2 separate regions of the Mus musculus genome follow, and region 2 is linked to region 1. A link is a contact called in public promoter capture Hi-C data. All regions are on one chromosome and are shown on one strand. Each heading gives the region's core, a stretch centred on a gene start, on an enhancer-like site or on the middle of the called end of the contact. The rest is flanking DNA. Distances are from core to core; before and after follow the strand shown. Region 1 holds the start of Otogl (otogelin-like). Region 2 holds the start of Frs2 (fibroblast growth factor receptor substrate 2).

Region 1 (7,233 bases), core at 821-3,320:
AAGCCTCTACTTAGAAAAGAATGGCCAAGTTCAGGGTTTATTTTTGGGTGTGGTAATTTAGACTGCGTTCATTATTAGACAAAACACCTTCCAGGTTCTGAACACATAAAACAAAAAAACACAAAGCAGAAAAACACAAAACAGAAAAACAGTAAGATGATAGCGCCTTGGAATTCTCCATTTTATTCAGTGAAAATTAAAGTGATATGTTTAAATCAAAAGACTCATATGAAATCTGAGGTAAGAGTTTTCTCTGTTACATTTAGTTAGTTTCACATGTTATTATAGTTTATATGAGAAACATGCAGTTCATGTTTTCTAAGTCTTTCTAGGCAGTTTCCAGGCGCATTAAAAATAACTAGGTTTGTAATCAAATTGTTGAATCGCAAAGTTTGATTTTGACTACAACTCAAGATTTTTCTGTATGCGCATCATTTGTGAAAAAAAATTAAGTTTCAGGAAAAATTCAAGATGTTAGTGGACAGAGAAAGACAATCCTGAAGCGTTTCATACATCTGTCATATCATGTTATTTATGTGGAAAGTCAATTTGTAAATTAGCCAGGGACATAGGAGAAAAGATTTAGTAATGCATGTTGATTTAAAACATTTTACACACAAACACACACACACACACACACACACACACACACACAAATTTACTTCTCTCAGTTTGAGAAAGTTCTTTGGAGGACAAATTTTATACTCTAACCAGAGTGCAGCCCTAGCTTTTCAGTGATCTTATACTGATACATTTAAAACGGAATTATTTTGTAGTTTTGACTATGGCTTAGTAGGTACATATTTCTGGACCAGTTTAGGATGTAAATATAAATTATTACATGGACTATCTGTGCAGACTTGGGCAATTGTCTAGTTAGTTCAAGAACAACAGACTATGAATGTTTTAGTGACTATCAGTGAGTGCATGCTTTGCTTTAAAATACATGCATCAAAATTCAAAATAAGTATGGACATGTGTGCTGTAGGCAGGGACACCATACTTTGTAATTTTAATACTGCTTAGGTGCGTATTTCATGCTTATCTTTTTATTGAATGGGTGTCCATTTTCTGTTGCTTCCTTGACTTAGCTGTTATTCATCAGTGGAGACTAATTAAGACCACATGGAACAAAAACACATGATCCATGAACTTGGGACCATAAGAGAAGCGTGTGTATGTCATGGATATTGGATGAGTCAGCCGCTGGATACTTTGAAGTCATTGCAAAGGAAGTGCCTGGGAACCAGCAGACAGGAATAACTGCCATGTAGTACTTGTGTAATCAGACATTTCTTGTTATTGTACTCCATCTCTTAAGTGGGAGGGACAAGGGCAAGGTGAGTCATGGAATCTGCTATAGGAAATGTGAACCCATGGCCTAGACATGGCTTTCACTCATTTGTGGGCTTAGATCACCTCTCTGGAGTTCATTTTGAAAGATGATAGCTCTCTTCTCTGATGCTGCTGTAGGCAGTCAGTTGCTTCTGGAGAAGAATGCCCATGGCTGGAATAAGAACACAGACCTCCTCCCCTCTTTCGTAATCTAATCAGGTACTTTTCATAGAAGATGAGAAAAAATGGATTATCAAAAAGGTCTTCAGTACCTGCTGCGTTCTTTAGTTTTCTTTTAAAAGACAAATATTAGAAAAACATTGTTTCCTTTGAAAATCTACACTTGTTCTGTAATGTTTAACAGCTCGGTGGACCGATGAAAATGTCGGTACCATAATAGGATTTCAGTTGAAAATACATGCACATAGTTTTAATTTACTTTTAAAGTTTTGAGAATAAGATATAAAACTGTAGATACTGTAGGAAAAGTAAATTAGATTTTCATTCCTCCTGTTTTCAAAGGCTACTATTTTGTGAAAAATAAGACATGGACAATATACCAACGCTTAGGAATAAGTTATCTCATGACCTTAGAAGGTATAAACAAGTATTGTTTGGATGATCCCAATCTTTCAAAGTTACTAGAAAGGCTGAGAGATGGGCTAACACGGTGTATTAATGGGCAGGTGTGTAGCTGGCTGTAACTAATCCGGGCTCAGGCAAGAGGCTGCCTTGCATTGCTAATGAGAGACCCAGCCAAAGGGCTGACTGTGAGCTCTATCTAAAACCTCGGATGCTGTGTGTGGTTGAGAAGCCCGGGGATTTTCTTTTCAGTGGTTTTATCCCATAACTGTGTTCATTTGAATCTGAGCACACAAGGAACAGTCACCCTTGTAAGATGCCATCATAGTGAAGACCGTCACTTTGGTTTCAGTCCAGGGAGAAAGAGTTCACTGAAATGAGCATTGTGAAGAAACTCAGTTTGATGGTACCTTGGCGTGCTCTCTCCCTTCCTATACTGCTGGTTTCATTACGAGGTAAGAGCTTTCGTATCTTGACCTTCATTTATCACACGTTTCTCTCTCTCTCTCTCTCTCTCTCTCTCTCGAAACTGATATTGTTTCTTTTTATGTTTATTCTCGAGTGTTTTGACATCCTGAGAACACGTATGTACTAACTCACCTTCAGACAACTTTACTGGATTCTTAAGAATGTAGAGAATTTTTACCCTTGGTGTGCTTTGAGTTTTCTTTAAGTGGCTATTTAAAACCATGCCTTCATCACTACATGCAGTCATTCTGACTCCTTTTTTTCCAAACATGAATTACAGTGATGTCCCATGTGTAATTTAAGCACTCGAAACTTTAGAGTAATAATGAGAGATAGAGTAGTTAAGGCTACATCATGTCATTAAAACCTAAAAATAAAAAAAAGAGATTTTAGATCTAACTTTAACATTTGAGGTGATGAATTAATTTTCCAGTTTTACAACAAATTTACCTATAAATTAGTATTTATTAAAAGTCTTTATGAAGATGGCATTTATTTATATGTACTTTTTTTCTTCTTTTTTGATCCCTGGTAAAGGGTCTAGAGTTTGAAGCTTGCAGGGGAAATGGAAGAAATAACAGACATGTGAGAGACACAGAAAAGTCACAATCTTTCCATCACAGAGGCCCTTAGCTCTCAAGAAAAAAGATGCAGGATGCTGGGCCGGATGCTGGGTGTGTGGGATACTGTGTGGAGAGGCATTGAGATTGGCTTGTTCAACATGATCATTTTGTTTTGCATCATGCTTAAGCTTGCCAAATACTAAGTGGTAGGGCCAGCTCTAGAATAGCTCTGGGATTCCACGTCTGGCCCCACGCTGTTGTGTGACCGCACTGTGCACATTTATAGGCACTGGTTATGTTGTGTGATGGCACTGTGTAAATCTACAGGCATTGGGCATTCTTTTAGGAGGGCTATTGCTCACCCCAGGTATATTACAGATCATTCTCTGGTCAGAATCCTCTAAAAAGAAAAAAACTTGCAGCAATTCTCAATGTATAGTTTAGCCTTTGGATTAAAAAAAAAAATCTGTTAGATAGCAGAACCCAGAGCAAGCTATTTGTATGTCCTGCAGTCTCACCAACCTGTGTTTATCTCTGGCAGGATACGTTTGTGCGTCATCTGTCCTGTCAGAAACATCAGAGTGAGTATTTCTTTGCCTTTATGCTCCGAAACATCAAAGGAAGGAGAACATGCCAAACTCAGTAGACAGCTCTGTCCATTTTTCAAATAACAAGTGAAACCTTTACGAAAAGTATGAGATCTTCTTCCTTGAAATATTTCCAAACATTAGAAATGACATTCATTCCTTTTCGTATTTGTAAGAAGCCTTGGTGTGGTCCACTGCCTGTAGGTACTAAAGAGACATTTGCTTCACTTCAAAGATTTGTGAAGAAGCTATATCCAGTAATATGTCTCTTTACATTTTTTCCCGTTGACATACATTATTGTCTGTAAACATACTACATTTTTAACATAAAGTAAAACTACTTTTAGTGATGAAATGGATAAAATGGTTATAGTAATAAATAATGAAAATAGATTTTTTTACTATTTTTCTTAGTGAGAGAATTATGCTCATTTGATTTTTAAAAATATATTCATTAATAAATATAATAAAATTATGATATTTCATAAAACAGATGTATAACTCAGTGAATTAATGATTTGGTTTGGATAACTGCCAATTAAATGTCCTTACATTTATATCACCCTATTTTTTTTTTTTTTAGTGACACAGAACAGATGAAATTAAAATATTATGTATGGGAAAGTAAATTCACCTTTGATAAATACCCACTTCACGAGACTCAAGAAGTTCTAGGAAGAAGAAACTACACCTGTTGGTGTTACAATGTTACACTATTTTGTTTATCTCTCAATCTCAAAGTTCCTTCCTAAAATTCAGTTTATATCAGAGCCTGGAGAGATTTGGGGACAGTCCCGAATTTTGTAAAATGAGACAGCTCCACCACCCAAATCTCACCCTTCCACAGAGGGGAGGGGGCCCTTTAAATGTTAAACCAAGAAAGGCCTCTTTGATAAACGTGATGGAGATCGGGAGGAAAACACCAGCTCCCTCTTGGGAAAGGCTGTTCAGGTTGCCCAGGGGCCTCTGACTACACAAGTTCTTTGTGTTTTCTTGCAGAAGTGAGTTCTATGAAAATGAACAGAGAAGGGCTCTGTTAGCAGTACAGGTAGGTTATGCCTCAGATGGAGAGAGGCAGAGAAATAACTCATTCTGCTTTGGATTCTGCTGTCACCTCAACAATGAGACCTTTGTGGAGGGAATGAAATGCTCAACACAAGACAGGAAAGAGTAGGGAGAGGCCAACGCATTTCTCTGCAGCTTTTATTATTTTATTTTATTTTTTTATTTTACGGCCCTCAAATATATTCAGTTCACATAGATTTGTTTGGAATGAAACACCTTTTTTTTTCTTTCTCCTTGTTCTTCTTGATAACCTGTGCTTGGGCTTCAGTGTTGATGGGGATTGCATACCATCTTCTTGCTAGGACATTTGCATGATTTAGAAATGAACAACCTCAGCACTCGGGAGGCAGAGGCAGGCGGATTTCTGAGTTTGAGGCTAGCCTGGTCTACAAAGTGAGTTCCAGGACAGCCAGGGCAACACAGAGAAACCCTGTCTCGAAGAAAAAAAAAAAAGAAAAGAAAAAAGAAAGAAAGAAAAAAGAAATTAACAACCTTATTGGGCAGGATAATAGAATCAAGACAAACACACATAAGAGCAAATGGAGAAAGACTAAAATAACGTGAGTTAAAGACTACAAAACAGCATTAGACATATTCTCATGTACTGACAGACAGCCTTCATGTTTTCTAAACAATCCAGTGCCGGGGTATTTCTGAAGAGCAGTATACTGTTAGATTTGACTACTTGCTACCTGCTTCCTTTTCTATGTAAAGGATAGTGGATAATACGATTCCATTTTCATCAAATTGTAGTTTGACTGTTCAAATGAATGAGCTCTAGAGAACATTTCTCTGTGAGAGACAGATAAGTTAAACTACAGATTTTATGTGGGAAAAACAGGTTTTGTTTTTGTTTTTGTTTTTTAGAAATAATGTAACTTGAACATTAAATAGTTAATAGCTTAAAACCTCAAGGGAGCCTTTGACAAGTGTTGAGATACAAAATATCCTTCTTATATTATTTTTAATTACGTTTAGACGTGTGTGGGTATGTGACCCCATCCTGAAATATAAGATCCCTGGAATTGGAGTTACAGACGGTTGTGAGTTCACAGATGCGGGTACCAGACCTGAATTCAGGTCTTGAGGGAGAGCAGCACGTGCTCTTAACCAGTAAGCCATTCCTTCAACCTCTGAAATACAGCTGTTATAAGCACTTCCTGATAGGTGCCTTCATTCTATATTTTATCATAGTAAACCCAAGGGAACAAAGAGATAGAGAGGTCAAATGTGATCTATGACAGTTCAGATGACAAAACAAATTATTTTTTCCCCTCTTTCTTGATGCTAGATAATCTGTTTCTATTGCTCTACACAGAGTCTTTTACCAAACCTAGAGATTGCTTGTCAGTGAGCTCCAGGAATCTCTTTCCTTAGTGCTAGTATCCCAGGCATGTGGCACGGTACCTGGCTTTTAAAAATAGGATGCTTGTATTAATACTTTGAGAACTTCATCTAATCATATTCATATTATAATCATAATCGTGCTCACCTTATCTCTCCTCTCCCTACCTTCCCATGTGCCTCCCAAATGCACTTTCTCCTTTTGTTTCTTTATAATTCCCTGCCCAGTCTAGTTTGTGTTGCCCGTATACTCATGGGTGCAGTGCGGAGCCATCCCTTGGTGAACGAATGGTTGACTTACCAGAAGCCAGTGCTGTACATAAAGCTGACTTGGTCTCTTCTAGAGTCCCAGGCAGTTAGTCTCTCCTCCGTTAACGGCAGCATGGTCTCCTCCCCATTTCATGTCAGACTGTTGACTGGCTTCATCTTGTGCAGATCTTATTCAGACAACCACGGCTATGATAGGTCCGTGAGTGCAGAGATTCTGCCACAGTTAGAAGATGCCGTTTCGGTCCAGTCACTTTGACCTCCGTCTCCTACAGCCTTTCGGCACATTCTTCCCCAGTGGTCCCTGGGCCTTGGTTGTGGAGTAATAGAAGTGATTAATTTGTGGCTCAGCACTCTACACACTCATTCTCGGCATGTTGTGCATCTCTGGGTTAATTGCTATCCATGTCGGAAAGAAACGTCTCTGAGGAGCTGAACTAATCTTTAGACATAGAGATGGGAATTTAGAGGGCAGATTGATATTATGCTTATTTAGCAAAAGAATAGTAGTTGGTTCACCTATGGGGCCTGTGAGCTGCCCAACCATGGGTTATTGGGCCAGATCTACAATACCACTCATGTCTTTCCTCACACAGGCCTTGAATCCAGTCAGAAAGTGCTTGGTTGACCATATAACATCTGTGCTACTATTGAATCCATAGGTCTATGATGCCACTCATATCATTCCTGTAGTTCATAGAGGTCACAACTCGATAAGTTATCAATAGAAAACTTTCAGTATCCTGTACAGGCTACTTGGCACATTTTGGGTACTATGAAAGCCAGACACCAGGGAAGAAGCGTCCTACTCAATACCAATTTGATTTCTTCATGTCCTATGACCAAAGTTTATTGTACATGGCTTTGGCTTTTTATGTGGATGTTGGATATGCAAACTCAGGCCCTTATGTTTCCATAGCAACTACTTTACCCACTGAATCATTTTCCTTGTCATGCTTTTTATTTTTTTAATAACTAAGAACGGCAGTGGAAACAATATTTCAGTGTAGGAAGTATTTTGT
Region 2 (7,650 bases), core at 4,349-6,848, 9.2 Mb before region 1:
CCAGAGGTTTGCCCATGGCAGGCGAGCAGTCTTCAGGCTGAGCTATATCCCGAACCTCAGTTTTAAAGCTTTGAATTGATACAGCTGGAGAGATGGCTCTGAGGTTAAGAGCTGGGTGGTTCTTGCTGAGCACGGTGGTTGGGTGTCCTCAATACCAGCACCCAGGAGGCAGAGACAGGCAGGTCTCTTTGAGTTTGAGGTCAGCCCGGTCTGCACAGTCAGCCACAGTCCAGCCGGGCCAGCTAGGGAGACATAGTGAGACTCTGTCCCAAAAAGCCAGCAACAGAAGAGATGGCCCTGTGGTTAAAAGGCCCTGGCTGCTCTTTTGGAGGACTGGGTTTGATTCCCAGCACTCACATGGCAGCTCACAACTGTTGTAACTCCTGTTCTGGGGGTGGGGCTGGGATGGAAGTAGGGGTGGGGTTGGGGGTAGGGGTGGGGCTGGGGGTGAGGGGGATGCCTTCTTCTGCCCTTTGCAGTGCATGCAGATGGTAAACAGAAAACACTCATCCATATAAAAACAACCAACCAACCAACCAACCAAAAAACAGCCACAACAAATCCACAAATAACAATAACTACCACTACTACCAGTTACCTCCAAGAAGACCATGAACTGCTTTCCCAGGGAACCCCAAGTGTCCCAGGGACCCTAAGTGTTCCCAGGACCTATATTGGGTGGCTCATAATTGAAAGAGACTTAAGTTCCAAGGCATCGAAGGCCTCTGAACTCCTTGGGAAGCTGCTCTCACGAATATACGTAGCCACACACACAGACACACGCCTACACGCATCATTAAAAATAAAATAAATCTTGTGGGTGGAGAAATGGCTTAGTGGTTAGGAGCAAAGGATGATCTTACAAAGGATCTGGGTTCAAGTCTCAGGACACACATGGTGGCTCACAACCACGGATAAGTCTAGTTTCAGAAGATCCAGTGTCCTCGTCTGACTTCTGTGGGCACAGAGAACAAATCCATACACATATAAAAAAAATTAAAAAGAGGGGAAAAAATCTTAAAAAAAAACCTTTTGAGCTTATTTTATTTTTATATATTTATTTATTGGTACAAAACGATGGGTCACATACGTTCCAGAGCCATTTTCAAACCTTTCTGCACCCACCTAGAATAAAACAACTTATGTATTGTACACAGTTCGAGTAGCATCCTTTGCAGTACATTTCAAGCACGTGTGCCAAAGAAAGGATCAAAGTTGAGGTAAACAATGTGTGACCATCTTTAGGTTTAAAACGAAACAAAACAAAACTCTAGTTAAGCATAGTGACACTTGTCCATAATCCCAACCCTTGAGAGGTGGAGGCAGGAGGATTAAGAATTGGAAGTTAGCCTGAACGACATAGTAAAATCCTGTCTGAAAATAACTCTGCAACATCTAAAAAGCTCTTAAGGCTGAGAGATTTGACAGTATCAGAGTAGGCAGTGAAAAATGTCTCAGGGAAGTCTGGAGCCCAAGACTGGTAAGCTGGGTGTTAAAGGCCCAGGCCTGTGTTAAAACAAACGAAACATAAACAAAGACCGCCATTATCTCCAGGCCTGGCCAAGGGTAGACGCTGAAGTGCACAGCTCTTTTGTTTAACAAACTGCCTTAATGGATCTGGGAAGAGGTGCTTTGCAGAGACTGGGTCCTCGCCTTGTCCGTTCCACCAGGCATGGGGTCTGTGTGATTGGCACCCCCTTGAGCAACACTCTGGCTGTCTTCTTTGTGAACAGTACCCCCTGGGATTGTGCAACCTGGCCATTAAGTCAGTAAAGACGACCCGGAGTCTGGCCTGAGATAAAGATTAAGACCTAAATCCTTCTACATAATAAAATAACAGGAATTTTTAAGTCTTCATTGGGGCGGGGTGGAGGGGTGGGTGGGTGGAGGCAGGGGGGTGGAAGGGGCTTAAATGGAAAGATTAAAAAAAAAAGCAAGCTTTGGATTAAATGTGTGTTTAGGGTGAAGGTGGGCTAGCATTTGGTACCAAAGTGGGGGGTCTGTGAACCTTGTGTCACTTAAATTACAAGTTTGACAGGGTAGCGGGGAATGAAACCCAGGGTGTTGCGCATGTTAAGCCTACTATCATTGAGGCATACCCCTGCTCCTTGATTTTTAGTCAGGGACTTACTATATATAGTTCAGGCTGCCTAAACACTGGGGTGACAAGTACACATGTGGACTGCCTCCTTCTGCTCTCTATGTAGTCAACAACAACAACAACAACATGTAAGAGCCTCTATCAGCTTCTATATCCTTTAGGAGACACTGTCAAATGAAGTTAAACACTTTTTTTTTTTTTTTGGAAGGGGAGTGGGACGCTCTTCTATATGAATCGGGAAGAAACAACAAAAACTCCAAAGCCCAGGCTTACAAATGTGAGCAGTGTGTGTCTAAACGCACAATACTATACTTTTTTTAAAAACTGTTTTTCTTCAAAGAGCTGAAAGCACTTTTATTCCCTCATTTCTTCTGACATTCTAGTGTGGGCAGGGCAGATTTATGATAGCATTATTTATAGATGGGAGAAATTGAAAATAAAGATTAAATCGCTTACTCAACGCTGCGTGGCTGGGGTGGTGGAGCCGCTGGAATCTCCTTCTGCAGGCTCCAGCCACAAAGTGGGACGCGCAAGAGCTTTGGAATTAGAGGGATCTTTGAGCAATGCTGTTTCTACCCCGAACAAGAATGTGGCCTTAAGTCAATTACTTCACCTAGGCCTCGGCTATTCTCATTTGTAAAAGTAAGACCATAAAACCTCACAGCACATCGAAGATTAATTCAGAAAACGCATGTAAAGCCTCCAACACGGAGCAGGTTTCAAGGAAGATTTGTTTCCCCACCCCCACCCCCACCCCCACCCCCACCTCAGAATCATCTGGTTCAGTTTCAGTAAAAAAAAAAAAAAAAAAAAAATCCCCCATTAAAACTCACTTTCCCCATTTTTATCTCCCGTGAAAAGAAAAAAGATAAATAAAAATGTTCCAAAATGTCGTTTAGTTAGGCAGGAAGCCTCTCTCTCTCTCTCTCTCTCTCTCTCTCTCTCTCTCTCTCTCTCTTTCTGACTAGGCGTGTGTAACTCAGTGACATTTGCTTCCAATGGCCTTAGAGACAGATTTGAATCCGCAGCACTACAAAACAACACTCCTCTCCTCCCAACAAGAACAACAATCCCGGGTTGCCGAAGGTCCTGAGTTCAAATCCCAGCAACCACATGGTGACTCACAACTACCCGTAATGAGATGGGACGCCTTCTTCTGGTGTGTCTGGAGCGAGCAGGGACTGAGTGAGCAGAGTTGACCGGAATAAGTAGAGGTCCTAAAATTCAATTCCCAACAACCACATGAAGGCTCACAACCATCTGTACAGCTACAGTGTACTCACATACAATAAATAAATAAATCTTAAAAAAAAAAGAACAACAATCCCATGCTGTAGATTTACCACAATTAAGAAAAGAATATGCAAAAGATAGGCTACTAGAATGCTGTAGTTCTTTAACTGGACGTCTTATCAGATGCGAGGTGGGGGCGGGGAGGTTGCGGAGGAGGGGCTCTTAAAACTAGGGTTGTTCTGTCTAATCTTTGGAGTTACAGCTTTACAAGGTCTGGGCGGGGCCTGGCAATTTGCATCTTTAATACATTCCCAGGTGATGTGGAGCTGCCAGGCTGGCCGGGGACACACCTCGAGAAGCCCTACCCTGGGTGAGTGAAAGGGTTGGGGATGGAGCCCAGCAATTTGTTTAACAAGCCCTCCCGGTGATTGCGAGGCATTTTCAAGCCTGAGACCTGCTGGCAGCGTGGTGAAAAGCACCTGAGAACACAGCTTCACTTTTAAATCCAGGCTTCACCACTTACCAGTTACGTGACAGGCTGTGATTGAGGGTTCCCCTCACTAGGTCTCTGGGCTCTGTGTGTGTGTGTGTGTGTGTGTGTGTGTGTGTGTGTGTGTGTGCGCGCGCGCCCCCGCACGCGCGTGTGCTGCCCTTGGCGCGCACTCGTGCTCGTGTCTGGGATTGGGGGGTGGAGATGGTAAACAGCTAGAGACAGCCTAAGTTTTGTCTGTGCAGGGTCTTTTTTTTTTTTTTTTCTTCTTCTTCTTCAGTCTACTAGGAGGCATGAAAGGCTGCTTGAACTTGAGAATTCTGGAAGTGTTTACAAACACTTCTGCAATTACATAAAGCACAAGGCAGTACTTTATATACAGCAATAGTGATGGCATTGTTTGCATCTTAAATTTGTAATAAGGGGTTTTCTTTTACTCTGCCTTTCTCAAAGCAGATTGTCTTAACACTTGTCCCTGCAGTATTTAACAGACACTATGCATGCTAAGAAACTCTTTTCTTTTTTGCTCTTCCTTTTTTCCTCCTCCTCTCCTTCTTTTTGGACAAGAGTCTTGCTTCATAGTCCTGGCCACCTTTGTCTGGAAACTCACTGTAAAGCTTAGGCTGGCTAGAAACTCTCCGGACTCTCCCTGCCTCAGCCTTTTTAGACTGCTGGAAACAAAATAGCTTGTCAGGTTTGAGCCCTTTTCTTCCATGTGGGGCTTTGCTTCATACTGAAAACCTGCCTTTAATATTTGATGTTTCTTGATTTTGTGACAGAGCAAATCTTTTAAGATCGTCTCACTTCTTTGCCTGACACTGACTCTGTAGGCTCTCATACTGTCTGTCTTTGGTAAGTTTCAAAAGTGCCCAGGTCTTCTCTATTGCTAGTTACTGGTTAGGTATAAGAATTGTGCGGACGTACTCAGTCCTGGGTACTTTGAAATGCTTACTATTGCGTTATGCATTATATTATTTTTAACGTCTACAATCCAGAGATGAACACGACACACACACACACCAGGGTGAAATGTAAAGAAACAGGATCCTGGCACTAAGATTGCATAGCCCATCATCTCAGCCTTTGTTTAAAGTGCAAAGGATGACCCATATAGGGAAATAATTTGGCTCCCGTCTTTGAATAATTTGAAAAGTCTTGTTTGGGGCAAATGAGAGTTCTACGCATACCACAAATTAAAGTAAAACCAAGAGCCAGCATATGTGGTAAAGTCCGATACTTTGGCCGATTTCCTTCTCTGTAAGACACAGAGAATAAAAGCACCAATTTCCAGGAGTTTGAAGGTTATTAAATGAGTTAACGCCACCGAATCGCGTAATAAATGCCCTGTCTACCACGCCGTAAGCCTTCCTTCGATAAATGTCAACTGCATTTTCACGCGGGACAGAAGCGAGAAAGGATAACACCGCCGGCCGGTCGGCAAGCCGGTGAATGCTCCGGGCTCGGCGAAATTAGATTCTCCGGGCCCCTGTAGAATTAAGTAGAAGGGAGCGATCCTAACAGGCGTTAAAATAAGGGGTGCCAGCGGTAGCTCGGGGCCCGCGGGACCACAGGGGTTAGCAAGGAGCCCGGGGGCGGGGCTCGGGGGCGGGTCCGCTGGCGCCCGGAGCAGAGGCCACGCCCCTCCCGGGAGGGCTGGCAGCTCCAGCCTGGGAGCAGTTCCGGTGCCAAACCCCTGCCCTCCCCCGCTCCCCCGGAAGTGCTTGTCTAGGGTTCGGGCTGGAGAGAGGCCTTGTAGACACAGGCGCCGAGGCTCCGAGCAGGGGGTCAGGTCGCGGGGAGAGTGAGGAGCTCCGCGGCTGCCACCCCGCGCCCCTCGCAGCGCCTTCGCGCCGACGGTGAGTAGCCGGGGACGCCGAGCGGGGCCTGCGCTGGGCGAGCGAGCCTCGGACCCGGCTGTCCGCTGCAGGTTCAGCCGTCGGGGATCCGGGGAAGGGGTTCGTCGGCCGCCGCGGAGCGCGCGCGGCCCGCGGGCCGGGAAGGGGCGCGATGCGGGGCCGCGGAGTGGGCGGGGCGCAGCCGGAGCGGGGTTCCCGGAGCCGCGGCCGCCCGCAGAGGGGGGACTCCGTAGCGGGGCCCGGCCGTCGGCGCTGCGACCCCCTCTCTGCATCGGGCAAGTGGGCTCGGTGCCTCCGCTGTGGGGTCTGTGCACTCGGACGCTGGGGACCGGGACAGCCAGACTGCACTGGACATCAGTGTCCAACTTTCGTCGCCTCTTGGATCTGTCCCCTCTTCCCGTCTCAGTAATTATCCTGTGTCCCAGGGGTGTAGTCAGTCCGAGGGTGGGGCGCTCCCTGTGTGGATGCTGGCGATCTCTTGCGGGGCTTGCGTCGGGGTCGCCGGAGGTTCGATTTGGACTCGGCTCGAAACTTAACTGGGTCTGGATGCCTGCGTAGGGTCGGTCAGTGAGGCAGTACCATTCCTCGAAGGGTCTTTGCTCCCTTGCAAACTGAAACTGTTGGGAGTTACTTCTTAAAAACAAAGATTTGAGGAGATTCGTAGATTCAGAGGAGTTTCCCCGTGTTCTTGCTGACGTTAAAAAAAAAAAAAAAACCATGCTATTCTGTAATCAGCCTTCCGAATTCCTGCGCTCATCCGAAGTCACAGTTGTTAAGACTTCAGTCGGGACCTTGCACAAGTTGACTGCAAAAGGCTGGAGAATTGTATCCTTTTTTTTCACCCCAGTTTGTTTACTTTCATACTTGGAACTGTCATTTCTTGAGCTAATTATATATATGTGTATATATGTGTGTATATACACACACACACACACATATACACACACACATATATATACACACACATATGTATGTATATTATATGTATATATATATATATATATATATATATATATATATATATAATTTCCCTCAGTTTCTCCTCGGAGGTTCTTCGTGTAGTCCAGTTGTGGGAACGCGGGGTGGGGGTGTTCCCACAGCGGGACAGAGGTGTTTGTTGATTTAAGCATATGAAGTGTTTAACTCCAATAAACTGAGACTTTCCTAGAGAAGAAAATCTTGTAGGCACTGTTAGTAAACTGAGTTTAGGTGATAAACTACGGATAAAAGGTTTGTAGGAAATAATGGAGCTATTTTCCGCTTTTATTGAGTTTTAAATTATTATCAGATAGTTTATTTGTTGCAAATGACCTTGTGGTGGTGTCAATATACACAAGTCATCTTCATGAAACCAGTGACATTATCTGCCCTTATTATGCTTACGTTAGGATTTATACTGTTTCTCTCTCTCTCTCTCTCTCTCTCTCTCTCTCTCTCTCTCTCTCTCTCGTACTTTCTCTTTCGACTACTGGAAGGGAAGATATCATGAATGAGGGGAATGATTTGAAGTGACGAGTTGCATATACTGTCTTATGCAAAAGAAAAGTTTATTTCATTAAAAAACAAATTCTCTGTGTGTGTAATGCCAGAGGTGAACCTAGACTACCCAGCACCATGATCATGATGATCCTTTTGAGACAGGGTCTCCTGAGCCTGGAGCTTGTACTTCCGGCTGGGCTGCTTGGCCAGCAAGCCCCAGGGACCGTCCTGTGTTTGCCCCATGTCCCCAGTCCAGGTCTACTGGTTATCGGCACATGGCCCAGCATCTAGTTTATAATGGAGGTGCTGTCGGTGCCAGTTCAGGTTCTCTCACTTTCTCAGTCAGCAAGCACTCGACGTGGGAGCAGTCTCCCCAGCCCCTCAAATCTCTGTCAAGGTTGTTGATAATAAACAAAGGGGGTGTTTTTCTAGCCCGTGGGAAAGTGTGAGTGAAGATAAGTTGTAGTGTTTAGACTCGGAATGATGCGGTA

Evidence for each region. Promoter capture Hi-C pulls out the DNA fragments that hold promoters and counts their contacts.
Region 2: a contact with region 1 is called in a promoter capture Hi-C map of 3T3-L1-derived adipocytes, with 2.3 times the contacts expected there. The contact joins the promoter of Frs2 here to the promoter of Otogl in region 1. A contact is called at or near these places in 3 of 39 promoter capture datasets (the 3T3-L1 cell line and 3T3-L1-derived adipocytes).

The regions. Positions count from the first base shown.
Region 1 is chr10:107,907,216-107,914,448 of GRCm38.p6, reverse strand. It overlaps Otogl (otogelin-like), which reads left to right and starts at 2,070. Exons shown (of 58, transcript NM_001177567.2): 1 at 2,070-2,372; 2 at 3,490-3,529; 3 at 4,535-4,583. The coding sequence starts at 2,321.
Region 2 is chr10:117,146,422-117,154,071 of GRCm38.p6, reverse strand. Frs2 (fibroblast growth factor receptor substrate 2) reads left to right here and starts at 5,598. Exons shown (of 10, transcript NM_177798.3): 1 at 5,598-5,680.